Regions from separate parts of the Sus scrofa genome. Here region 1 is linked to region 2. A link is a contact called in public Hi-C data. All regions are on one chromosome and are shown on one strand. Each heading gives the region's core, a stretch centred on a gene start, on an enhancer-like site or on the middle of the called end of the contact. The rest is flanking DNA. Distances are from core to core; before and after follow the strand shown.

Region 1 (6,355 bases), core at 844-3,343, 100 kb before region 2:
GGAGAGATAGAAAGAAAGAGAGAGAAGGAGAAGAGAGAAAGAAAGAGAGAGAAAGAAAGAGAGAAAGAAAGAGAGAGAAAGAAAGAAAGAGAAAGAAAGAAAGAGAGAGAAAGAAAGAAAGAAAGAAAGAAAGAAAAAGAAAGAAAGAAAGAAAGAAAGAAAGAAGAGCAGATGGTAATTTTAGGGGGATGATCAATGAGTTAAATTCTAGATATGTTGGTTTTGAGGTATCCTTGATATAGTCAAAAGCAATAGTTCTTGACAATGAGCAAAAAGATAAACGTATCTAAAGTTAATGAGAAAGTCTTGGTCAGAATGATAAACTGGGAAATCATTAGCATGTAAGTAGTAGTCTAAGTCAGAGCAGATATGAAATCACATAGACAAGGACATGCAGAAAAGCAGAATCCAAACCAACACTTTAAGGAAAACAAATATTTAGAAAGAAGCCAGGAAGTTTGGAGAAACAAGAGAGGTTGGTGTAACAAAAGCCATTAAAGAGGAGACTATTCTAGTAACAGCAAGATTGATGCTTATAATAAAATCATGGCCCTTAATCATTAAGGAAAATTTAAACTATTAAGTAACCCGTAACAGTACATAATGCTTTGCAGGGAAAAAAAATGGCCCAAATGCTTAAAATAAAGTAGTTTTGAAGGAAAAACTTGTCAGTTCTAGAAATTATTCAAAAATGATTTCCCCAAGTTTCAAGGCAGCAGAAATCTGGTTCCTGCTGTCCATATTATGCACTTAAAAAAAATCAAATATTTTTAAAAAAATACTTGAATCTACAAGGGTTTCGTTTATGATGTAAAACCTGGAAATAACCTATTTAACATTAGGAAAATGATTAAGGTCATTTACAACCATAAGGGAAATTAATAGTATGTGCAAATGCTTATAATGTAAAGTGATAAAAATCAGAATATAGATATGGAGTGGTCACATAGTAGAGGGGAGGGAACAGACTCAAAAGTCTGGTAATTATTCCTGGAAGGTGCAATTACAGGTAATTTTTATTTTTCTACTTCATATTCCAAAATTTCCGTAATGAGTTGTATTACATATACCAGAATTTCCATAATGAGCATATATTACCAAAAATCAGGATAAAGGGAATACTTACTTTGTAAGGAATACTTAAAAGTTAGTATTTTCTTAAAAACTGCTTAAGGCAGATGCCTCACACATTAAAGGGATCTGCTTCTATCTGGCAGAAACATTCAAATCTCTTTTCTTGACCTGTGGCCTACAAAGGTCATATAGGGCTAGGGCGGTCATGGCAATTTAGCAATGTAGTCACAACTCAAAGTCACCGTCCATCAAAGGTTCTGTACATGAAGACAGAGTAAATGGAAGAGCCTAAAATAAAGTCAAATCTTCGTTACCACACAAGAGATATCTGCAAAGGACAAAGCTTGAGCAAACAGCTATGTCTGAGTAGAGGGTTAACATACAGACCACCACAAGGAGTCAAGGGCTACAACTAACACATGGTGCTGGGACAGGAAATCTCCACCTCCATCTACTATGGCTCCAAATCTGCACATGAATGAATGGATTCAGTCCCCCCCCCCCAACGCTTCCCAACAGAAAGGCAGATCCTCCACTATCAAACTCTCAATGCTCCCCTCACCCTTATTTTTCAAAAAGTCTTTAAAGGCCAGGAGTGTGTCATCTTCTATTTCATAGCCTTTGAAGCACCTGGCACAGCACCAGATCACAGTATGTCCCAACAGTACTGAGAAAAATCACTCACTTTGGAGATCAAATAGACCTATCTCTTACTATTTTAGATAAGTTACTTTTAAAGATTGATAAAAACACAAATATCAAAGTATTTCATGAGGTTTGGAGCAATTCTAATCTGGAAGCTACTAGTCCAGTCAGAAAAAAGGAGATCATACCTTTCTTACAACACTGTTGGGAGGATTAAGCAAGCCCAGCACGGAGTAGATAATAAATGATAATTGTTACTGTTTCAAGTATTGAAAGGACTGAGAAACATCTCCCCAGAGCCATAACCTCATGGAACTTTGAGGGACAACTCATGAGCACAGCAAAAGCTCACAGCCAATAGTTTGCCATGAGCTGACAAGACTCACTATGCAGGGAGAAGCTGCCAACTTGAGCTGTAAGCAAAGAGAAAGTGAGGGGAGTTCCCATCCTGGCTCAGAAGTAATGAACCCAACTAGTATCCATGAGGACATGGGTTTGATTCCCGGCCTTGCTCAGTGGGTTAAGGATCCGGCGTTGCTGTGAACTGTGGTGTAGGTTGCAGACAAGGCTCAGATCCCACGTTACTGTGACTGTGATATAAGCTGGCAGCTACAGCTCTGATTGGACCCCTAGCCTGGAAACTTCCATATGCCACAGGTGAGGCACTAAAAAGACAGAAAAAAGAAAGAAAAGAGAAAGTGAGTTCAATGAGTCTCCTATAGACTGAGGCAGTGCATCTGGATTCTGATTAAGGAGTGATCAGGATTAGTTTTCATCTCTAACACTTTATTAATAGTCAACTCCAACCCAAAGCAGAAAGGCCTGTTTAACTAAAATGTTCAGTATATATAGCCAGGGAGTAAACAATTAAACACTTCCGATTTTGCTTACAATAAGAAGGATGAACTTTTAATAGTTTAGAGTAGAAAGGCACAAAGGGTATGATTCTTTTCTCCAAAAATTACCTCAAGTTTGGAAAAATGCCATGGACTCCAAAAAGATTTTTTGGGCTTTCTATATTTGAGGCAAAACAAGGAAGATCTAAGATCTAAGACCTACTGCTCGGGGTGGTGCATAAAAGAATTCCTTATCTTATTTCCTCCTTTTCTCCCTATCAGAATGAACTTCAGACTACATGATATAAAATAAATAACAGCAAAGAAAAAAATTAACAGCCCAAGATACAGAGACACCATCAATGCCTGACTTAAAAGAGTTTGTCATAGGCCAGAAAAAGATACTTCCTGAGTCCTGAAAGATTGTATTAGAATAAAAGAGATGTAGAGCAGCAGTTTAGCAGTAAGAAAGCAGATTCCATAAATTGTAATCTACTAGAGAGTTATCTCAATATCAGACACGAACTGCTAAAGGGATGGTTTGAAGCCTTAGAAAGGGAATCAACAATCTAGAAACTCGGCATACAGTCACAATTAAGACACACCAGACAGACTATGGGGTTTCTTTTTTATAACTTTTTTCATCCTAGGGATTGATATCATGTCTGAATTTCAAGAAAACACCTGCTCAAATCCCCATGATACTGTCGTGAATAAAATGAAGAAATCTGGGTTGTGAGAACATGGTAGCCTCAGCTAAGCATAGGGTAACTAAAATTCTCCCTCCCCCAGCACATAATTTTATCTGTGCTTCCAGGTTAAGGCACATTCTAGGAATTTGGGGACTCCTTGGGGGTGGGGGAGAATAGGCCCCATACCCCAGGGTTGCCATCCTAACCCTCTGTTTCAACAACAAAGCAAAACATAACTGATGAACATCTCCAAGAAACAAGGTTTCTAGCATATGCAAAGGCAACTCTTCCCCACTGCACCACTGTCCAATTCTGATGAACGCTTTTACCAAGGTCTAGAAACAACTAATGATGAAATATACAGACTGAGATTCATTAAGAACACTAATATACTGAAAGTTAAGACTGAAGATCCAAAGCCCTTAAATAGCTATAAAATGGGTATAACAAGGATGTACACAAGAGACCGAATGTACCAAGACGAAGTTTAATACAGATACAAACGAACCCTTCACTTCTACCTCAAAACACCCAGAGCTTCCATTAAAATATCCAAAGGAAGGAACAGAGAGAAGAGAGAAGAAATCTATCCTTTTGGCATATGTAGAAAGGTATCTGTGACTTTCGGTAACCAACCACCTTTCCTGTCAATAAAATAAAAACTAAGGTTCTCAGGTCAAGGAAGGCAATAACCTGGCTCAATTTCTTGAGAACTGTTAAGAGACCAAACAAGAAAAGTGAACCGAGCCTCAGAAAGCATATGTGAGTTATGATAAAACATCTATTAATGCTAGATCAAGATGGCAGCTCAGGGGTGCAGGGATTCTTTGGGAAGTGATGAAAATGTTTCAAAATCACTGTGATAACTGTTACAGCACTCCGTGAATATACTAAAAGCCACCGATTTGTACATTTTAAAAGGGTGAATTACATGGCATACGAATTACATCTCAATCAAACTGCTTAGAAGAGAGGTGAAAATCAAACCCAGATCCATACTCATTCCATTTTACTAAAGAGCTTTAAAAAAAAAAAAAAAAGACTATTATTTTAAAAACAAATCAGGTTCTATCATTTTCTGACTACATATCTCCTTTCATCTTAACCCATTCCCCATTCCTTCCTCAGAATTCAGAAAGCAGGGTAAAGAACATTAAGTCCTTCCAGTAGATGCCAAACCCAGAGAAGTCACAGAAACTATGGCTCAAGTCTTCCCACACATTGTTTATCCGGTGCTCATTGTGCTCCAAACAAAAAGAGAATCTCATTTACCTGACTTGCATTTCCAAGAGTTTGACAACGTCCACAGTCCACAATGTTATCCAACACAGTCAACAGATTCAAGGTAGGCCCTGCCCCCACCGCTATCCCCCAATTCCACTTCCATCCAAAACACACAATTTTGTACTTTTTACATAATGTGGCCTCTAATTAGTTAAACCTCATACATCCATTTAACCTATAATTACAGAGTTCTTACTACCTGCTAGGAGAAACACCAGGTAGTGTGGAGACAATGCTGGGTCCTCTGTGCTCTCAGAGGGCTTAGAGTCTACTGAGGGACAAAAATCAAATAATCACACAAATAAATAGAGAAGTGCAACAGTAGTATCACAAAGATGAGGTACACCATATTATGAAAACAAATAACAGGGAGATTTTAACTCTTCAGAGAAGTCAAGGAAAAACTTCCCTGAAAAAGTGAATGTCTAGACTTAGAGCTAAGAAACAAAATAACACAGACCTTAGCAAAAGAGAGTAGGTAAATATGAAGGATTTAAAGAAATCAAATATGACTAGAGTAAAGAGAACGGGTTGGGGAGGGGCATATTGTGTGAAATGAGGCTGGAAAAGAGTGTAGGCACCAGACCATTTAGGGCCTACTAGATCCTGTCAACTATTTTGGCCTTTATTTCATTTTGGCATATTTACTTGTTTTGGCTGCACCCTCAGCATGAAGAAGTCCTCAATCCAGGGAGAGAACCCATGCTACAACAGCAACCCAAACCACTGCAGTAACAATGCCAGATGCTTAAGCCACCGAGCCACCAGGGAACTCCGCTTTCCTTTTGTTGTGTTTTGTTTGTTTGGTCTTTATTTTAAAAATAAAGGTCACAATTAGATTTTTAAGGATCACTTGTTCATATAATGGACAGAAGAGTGAAAGCAGGAAGTGGATACAGAGATTCCAGCTAGAAAGCTGTGGCAATAATTCAGGTATGAAGGAACAGCTAGGGCTCACATCAGCGATGGAGATGGAAAGAAGGGAGTAAATAACAGATATTTGGAGGTTAAACATAGTATGGGATTAAGAAAAAAGGACTACCAAGGATGATGTCTAGATTTCTGCCTCTCATGACATAGACTGATGGGGTACCATCTATCAAGAGTGGAAAAGAAAGACTCATGAATTCATGTGGGTCTGTCTTTTTCCCCAGTAAAACTTTTGATTCTATGATAGTCACGAAATGGATCCCCAAATGCTAATTACAAGAGCCCTAAGTGATTTTTCTGAGTCAATATTCTGAAAAAGTCTAGCTGCTCAACAGAAAAGAGTTTTCATGAAAACTACTTTATTTTTTTATTTTTTGGTCTTTTTAGGGCCGCACCTGTTGCATATGCAGGTTCCCAAGCTAGGGGTCCAATTGGAGCTGTAGCTGCCAGCCTACGCCAGAGCCAAAGCAAAGCTGGATCCTTATCCCACTGAGCAAGGCCAGGGATCGAACCCACGTCCTCATGGATGCTAGTCAGGTTCTTTAACCACTTAGCCACAATGGGAACTCCATGAAAACAACTTTAAAACTGAACTAAAGCTGAGTGACTATCATACTTTGCAGTTTTAAAGGCATGCCTCATAAAAGCACACACTAAAAATTCCAAGTGTATCCCCCCAAAACACCAGAGAACCATAAAGTTTCATACGCTGGAGTTCTGCTGCCAGCACTCTACCTCGTGCCCCAAACCATCTTCTTTCTTATACTAAATAATCAAGCTATTGTGACATTCTCTAATAAAAATTTAAAACACTAGTCATTTTACTTTTGTGCTTAAATGTCCTTTGTTTCCTATGCATACTGCTAGAATACACTTGACTTTTGAGATCTGTTT
Region 2 (6,322 bases), core at 2,204-4,703:
CATCTGCAAAACGGTTTTTTGCAGGGAATCTCTGACACATGCATTTCTTAACCATATCTCATAGGTCAACTAATACCTGGAGATAAGACAGTGATCATTATTCAGATGATAATGTCAGTGGTTACATTCACAGAGAGATGTGGGCTTTGTAAGTGTTCCAGGGTCTCCATTCTTGGGGGGAAAGGGCTGTCATATGGGTTTCCAGATGGCTGTTGACTGGTCCTGGAAGGAAAGATACAGAAATTGCCTAGGCTCAGAGCGCTGGTGGCGTTTTTAAAGAAGCAAACCCTGCTGTCCCTGTTACAAAAAGAAAACAGTCATGGGTCATAGATAAGAGACAGAAGGGCCGGGGCAGTTGAGAAAGGCTTGCCTGGAACTCTGCCTGACACGTTTCGAAGTTAGTGAAGAAGACTGGAGTGTGGGGTGGGAGTGGAGGTGGGGGCGCTCATTATTGAAGACCAATCTAATTAAGGTAAGAATAGAAGGAACAACATATTTAAGGACTGAAGAAGAACATTCAAATTTACCCCAATTTTCACCTTTGAAACTTGCAGTATGTGGGCTACTAGCTTGCTATTCAATTTTTTAAGAGTTTAAACAGTCAGTTATGTTTGGGTCACAGGGCCCCCAACTCTTTCCCTAGTCCGGGTCATGGTTTATGCTGTTTTCTTTGTTTACTTTCTTTGCTGGAGCATCTCCTGCTACTTCTCAAGGTTTACTTCAGTATTATTTCCCCAAAAGAAGCCATCCTAAACTGCCAGCCCCACCTCTCCCTCTCCTCACTTAAGGTCAAGCACTCCTCCTCTGAGCTAGATGAGACATCTCCACCTACATCACAGCTCATTATCACTTTGAATTGATCTCTTGTTCTGCATTGAACATACCTGGAATGTGTCTGAATCACCTTTTAGACCCAGAGGATCTGGGCCTTCTGCCGTCCGTCAACATGGTGACTGGTGTGCAGTAAGCACCTAAGAATGAAGACTTGGATCGAACTGCATCCAAAACAGGGAGAACCTATGTTGGTTAACCATGCACATGGTAGTTACATGTTAAAAAACAATCTATCTTCTCTTGTTCCTGTCCCTCTTACCTTACCCAGTATTCTCTCTAATCACCAAATCCTGTTTGGAGAGATAAAAAACTATCTTGAAAGGCAAATCTGAAAATCTAAGTGTAAAAAGAGATGACAAAATGACCACCAAGGCCCAGGATGAATGATTGGGTGATACATTTTATCTTTCCCAGAAGGCAAACTTCCTTGGACCTCCCTAATGTTGCCTCCATTCATTTCATGTCCCTTTAGGTCAACAGCCAGAAATGAAAATAGATGCTGGCTCTCACAGCAGCAGACTGCCTCCAGCTCATCTTCCTTTCAGTTCTAAGCTGGAATCCAAGTCTGATGTAGGCTACGGTATGCAGGATTTGAACTCCCCTGGCACATGTATAATACAGTGTGATCCAACCAGTAGCAGAAATTCCATGTTTATGCAGAACAACATCTGCAGATTTTATCTCCAGTACAGCCCAGTTACAGTCACACTTGGTATTTGAAGAATGAAATGAAGCAACCACAGAAAAAGATAAAATGGCAAGTACTCTCTGTCCAGAGTCTCTGTAGTTGTTTCAAATACAAATAGGCTTCATAACTAGAACAGGAAAATAGGAAGACTGGGCATGGGGGTGGGGATGACAGAGATATGAGTATTTACCTATCAACTGGCATATATAATTGGTCCTACATCAGCTTTAGAGGGGAAGGAACAAACTATTTAGAGCTGGAAGGATATGGACTCCTGGCTCTTGCATGTGCAAAACGATGTAGGTACAAAGCTATTCATTGCAACACTGTTTACAGTAGCAAAAGATTGGAAACAACCCAGTATCCAACAGTAGAGAATGGGTTAATTAAATGTGGTACCTCCATACAATGGAATATTGTGCAGCTGTAAAAGGAAAAGAATGAAGAAGGTTTTAATGTGCTGACACAGAAAGATCTACAAGATATCAAGTAAAAACAGCAAGACACAGAGCAGTATGTATATAGTATGCCATGTTTTGTGAGAAAATGGAGTCAAAATAAGAATATATTTCTCGGGAGTTCCTGTCGTGGTGCAGTGGTTAACGAAACCGATTAGGAACCATGAGGTTGCGGGTTCAGTCCCTGGCCTTGCTCAGTGGGTTAAGGATCTGGCATTGCTGTGAGCTGTGGTGTAGGTTGCAGACGCTCAGATCCCACGTTGCTGTGGCTGTGGCGTGGCTACAGCTCCGATTCGACCCCTAGCCTGGGAACCTCCATATGCCGAGGGAGTGGCCACAGAAAAGGCAAAAAGACAACAACAATAACAAGAAAATCAAACAAACAAAAATAATATATTTCTCATTAACTGGTATGCATAAGGAAATGCTGAAAGTGTCTACATAATAAGGAACACATGATGGTAGTTATTACCTGTGTATGAAGGCAACTGGATATTTGGGGGTCATGTGGATGAGAGATTTTTCTAGGCTTTATGATTTTGAATGATGTGACTGTATAATCTATTTATAAACTAAATCAAATAAACAAGCATCATAGCTCTGTCACTTTGTTACCAGCCCACCCTGGAAAATTACTTAACATCTCCCAGTCCTGATGTTGACATCAGGGAAATGGAGATATTTATATTCGCCCCCCTGGCCTGTTAGGTCACTAAGCAACTGAATGCAAAAAGCACTAAGCAACTGAATGCAAAAATTTGTGAGCCTGGAGGGGTGCTCACAAATATTGGGTGATTTCCTTTCCCTGTGGAAGTGCCAGTGCCTCTCTGTCCTGCGACCGGATTGTGATTCACTGGTTCAGAACTTTTCAGGAAGTATTTCAGGAGCAATTTTCTCTTGCTTGCCTTGTCCTGACTGAGTCGTCACAGGTTAAAAAAAAAAAAAAGTCCAATGACCTTAAGAATTCAGTGGCCTTTGAACACTCTTTTAGGCGGGGCAGCCTCTAGAAACCTCTGCTTCATTTCCCAGATTGGTTGATTTCTTCCACTTGGGTTCCTCCTGTAGCGTCAACTCAGGCCCAACCTCCAGGGGAGCAGTCCCAAGGCTCAGGTGCCACGCTGGGAAGGAGTCTGCCTGCCTGAGCTCTGAGGTTCCTTCTCTCTCCACCCTTGCTCCACTGCTTTCTCTCCAAATCCATTCTCTGGGCTTCAGAATCCCAGCGGGGTCAGGGGACTGTTATCAGCGGACCAAGCTTTCAGCCCCAGGGGAGTCCTGGGGAGAGGCCCGGCAGTCGGAGGAAGGGCTCTAAGAGGCCACCCAGCATCCCACCATCTGTGATGGAGGGGCTACAGCATTCTCTGACTTCGAGGCCGGTGTTTGATCTGCCTCCGGCCTTCGCAGAGAGCCGCAAGCACAGCGCGGAGGTTATGAAAGAACACAGTGCTGGCTGAACACACATTCGCTGGAGCCCTTTCGGTTTTCGGGGAAGGGACCGAGCGCGGCCTCTAGCGGCCTCTCCTAGACCTGCTCTCCAGAGTCTTGACCCTTGTGGATTGTTCAACTGAAACTCGGCCACAGCTCCGTGGGAAAGAGGCAGCGGGATCGCGGGACGTTGTCCTCGGAAAACCTTCCACAAGCAGAGTCGTGGTCTGTCCTGCAGGCAAGCGTGTGAATCCGGCTAGACCTGCCTCCCGAACGGTCGAGCTCCAGCGCATTCACAAGGGCATCCAGAGCTCCTCCCCCTCCTCCTCCCTCCAGGTCCTGCGGGTCCGACTCCTCCCCCATCTCTGTTCCCCTCTCGTCTCAGTTATCAAGTGCTGCCTGCCGCACCTAATCTCAGGCAATGATTTGCAGCACTGGTTGCTGCATTCCTTCAAACTCTCCTTTGCAAAGATTCTGGGACCTAATCTTTCTTTCTTTTTAAAATTTTATTGGAATATAGTTGATGTACAAAATTATGTTAATTTCAGGAGTACAGCACAGTAAATCGGTTATACATATATCCATTCCTTTTCAGATTCTTTTCCCATATACTTTATTACACAGTATTGAGTAAATTTCCTTGTGCTATACACTAGGAGGTACTTAATATTTCTTCAATGAATCAATCTGGGTAAGTTGAATGAGGACTTTAAGTTGAAACTGATCCAGTCACCTTAGTCTATTTTCTAAGTTATTTAAAATATACAACATTGACTTTTTTCTCGTTACAAAATTTTGGTACTATGGAATGCTGTGTTGGAAATACTGATCAAATCAAACTCCCTGATTTCATGGAAGATCAGTATAAATCTTAACTTTGTTCCTTATGAGAAAAAACCAAAAACAAAAACCCACCAAATACTTGTGCCCTCATTGGGTGCATGAAGCAGTTTTAGGTACTAGCACTACATTTTCTTGAACCCAAGGTGGATCCCTTTAAGGGCAATTAAAAAGATATAACATGACATTGATTTTTTTGCACACATTCTTTCAAATTTCTGTTTTCTATATTACAAGCTACCATCCACAGAGGGTCATAAATCCTCTGGAGAAGTCATATGTTACACCACGTGGTTTGCTTTGCATCTGTTTTGCAGCTGTTCACTTTGCAGTTTTATTTTGCCTTTTGGAAACCTTAGAACAGTGCTTCTCAAACATGAATGCGCATATGAATCACTTGGGGGATCTTGTTAAAATGCAGATTTTGAGTCAGGAGGTCTGGGGAGGGCTGAGATTCTTCACTTCTAAGGAGATGCCAGGTGGTGCCAATTCTGCTGCTCTGGACACCACACTTAGAGTGGTAGAGTTGTTGAAAAACAGGAACAAAAGTATTCTGAGAGTGCTCATGGGATCAGTGTCAATGTGCTTGCACTGAGAACCAGTCTGGCTGTGGAGGAGTTCTCCTTGAAGATTCTAGTCTACTTTCCCCCTCATCCTTCACTTTCCCTTTCTTTCAAATATTCTTTCCTGTTGTCTGGATTGGAGAGAAGCTGGGAGGGAAAAGCCAAAAGCTATGTTGATTCAGGATGTGTGGGTAGCACCTTAGGTTTCTTCAGGTCATCTGGGCTAGAAGAAAATAAAGGATCCTACAGCCAGCTATAACTGAAACCTCTGCGGCCTCTGTATTTGGTGTGTGAGCAACCAGAAGCAGACCCTAAATCAGTGGTTTCAGTTCCTTCAACTTTATTTTACTAATGTGAGAGAAGCAGCAGGCATCTGCAAGGAGCTCTGCTCTGCTCCCTCCTTTACATGTGCTGTGACTGGGGGCAGGGTTTCTCAGCTGCAGCACTGTTGACATATTGGGCTGGATAATTGCTTGCTGTGGGAGAACCTGAGTGTCCTGCACACTGTGGGATATTTAACAGCATCCCCGGACTCTACCCTTTAGATACCAGTGGCACCTCCTACCATTTAGTTGTGATAATAAAAAATGTCTCCAGACATTCCTACATATCAACTTGGAGGTCAAAATTTTCCCTGGTTGCGAACCACTGATCTAAAGATAAGGAATCACCTGTCAGTTCACCCAAATATCTACCTGTCCCAACCTTATCCCTGCCTTTTCAAATAACATCTTATTTTTCACTTTCTAGGTGGAATGTTTCTAAGTGGGATACCATGAAATGAAGTTTCCAAATAAGTGAAACAAAAGCATATGGGTTTGTACTCTGTGCCTATTCCAATGGATTAGTTCTGGCTACTAGAGATACTAGGTTGAAAAAGATTTTGAAGATTCCATATGCAGCAGGAAAGAATGCTGTCTGCCACGGGTGTGAGGTAGAGGGGCCATTATGTTTGTCATGGGTTTGTCTCATTTAAACCTGTAAATTGCTGTTTTCCTTTGCGCCCCAACATTCAGTTTACTCTCAATGAGGCAGTTGCTTTGGCCTAATAGAAAGCATGTTGGCCTTGGGATCTGAAGATTTAAGTTGGAATCCCAGCTATGCCATTTACTAAATAGGACCTTGAATGAGTGGGTGATTTAATCTCCTCTAGTTTCTTCAGTTTAGAATAGGGCTATTTATTCATTCCTAGCTCATATGATGGGTGTAAGGATTAAAGGAGATAAATGAAAGTTTCTAAAAAGTATCTGTTTTATGAGGAATGCTGAGTAATATATGTGTGTTGATAAATTATTTATTCCTCCAATAAATAGATGATATGACTATATGGCCAGGGAATACTATCCTACATTAAATGTTTGGAAAATTTTGGAAGAGGAAAGTAGGGCCCTACAAGGGCTTGTCCAGAAGGAGAACGGAAAGAGCCAATAGGATTGGGCTAATCATCCTCTCACAGTGAAGGTATATTTGGAAGCTTTCAAACTGGCTCCCCCTGAGAGAATAATTTAGAAGAAGGA

What was found. Hi-C and Micro-C count contacts between places; a contact is called where the count stands out from the background.
Region 1: a Hi-C map of liver shows a contact between it and region 2, with 3 times the contacts expected there. The contact joins two enhancer-like sites. A contact is called at or near these places in 2 of 47 Hi-C or Micro-C datasets (heart right ventricle and liver).

The regions. Positions count from the first base shown.
Region 1 is chr7:87,949,804-87,956,158 of Sscrofa11.1, reverse strand. All of the region lies in intron 1 of AKAP13 (A-kinase anchor protein 13), which reads right to left. Among named protein-coding and RNA genes, the nearest start is that of AKAP13, 64 kb to the right of the region's middle. Within about 2 kb of position 2,093, at least 5 of the 83 cell types and tissues checked have an H3K27ac peak or open chromatin away from gene starts, as enhancers often do. A contact at or near this core is called in liver, where this site is marked.
Region 2 is chr7:87,846,517-87,852,838 of Sscrofa11.1, reverse strand. No RefSeq gene overlaps it. Among named protein-coding and RNA genes, the nearest start is that of AKAP13, 40 kb to the left of the region's middle. Within about 2 kb of position 3,453, at least 73 of the 83 cell types and tissues checked have an H3K27ac peak or open chromatin away from gene starts, as enhancers often do. A contact at or near this core is called in liver, where this site is marked.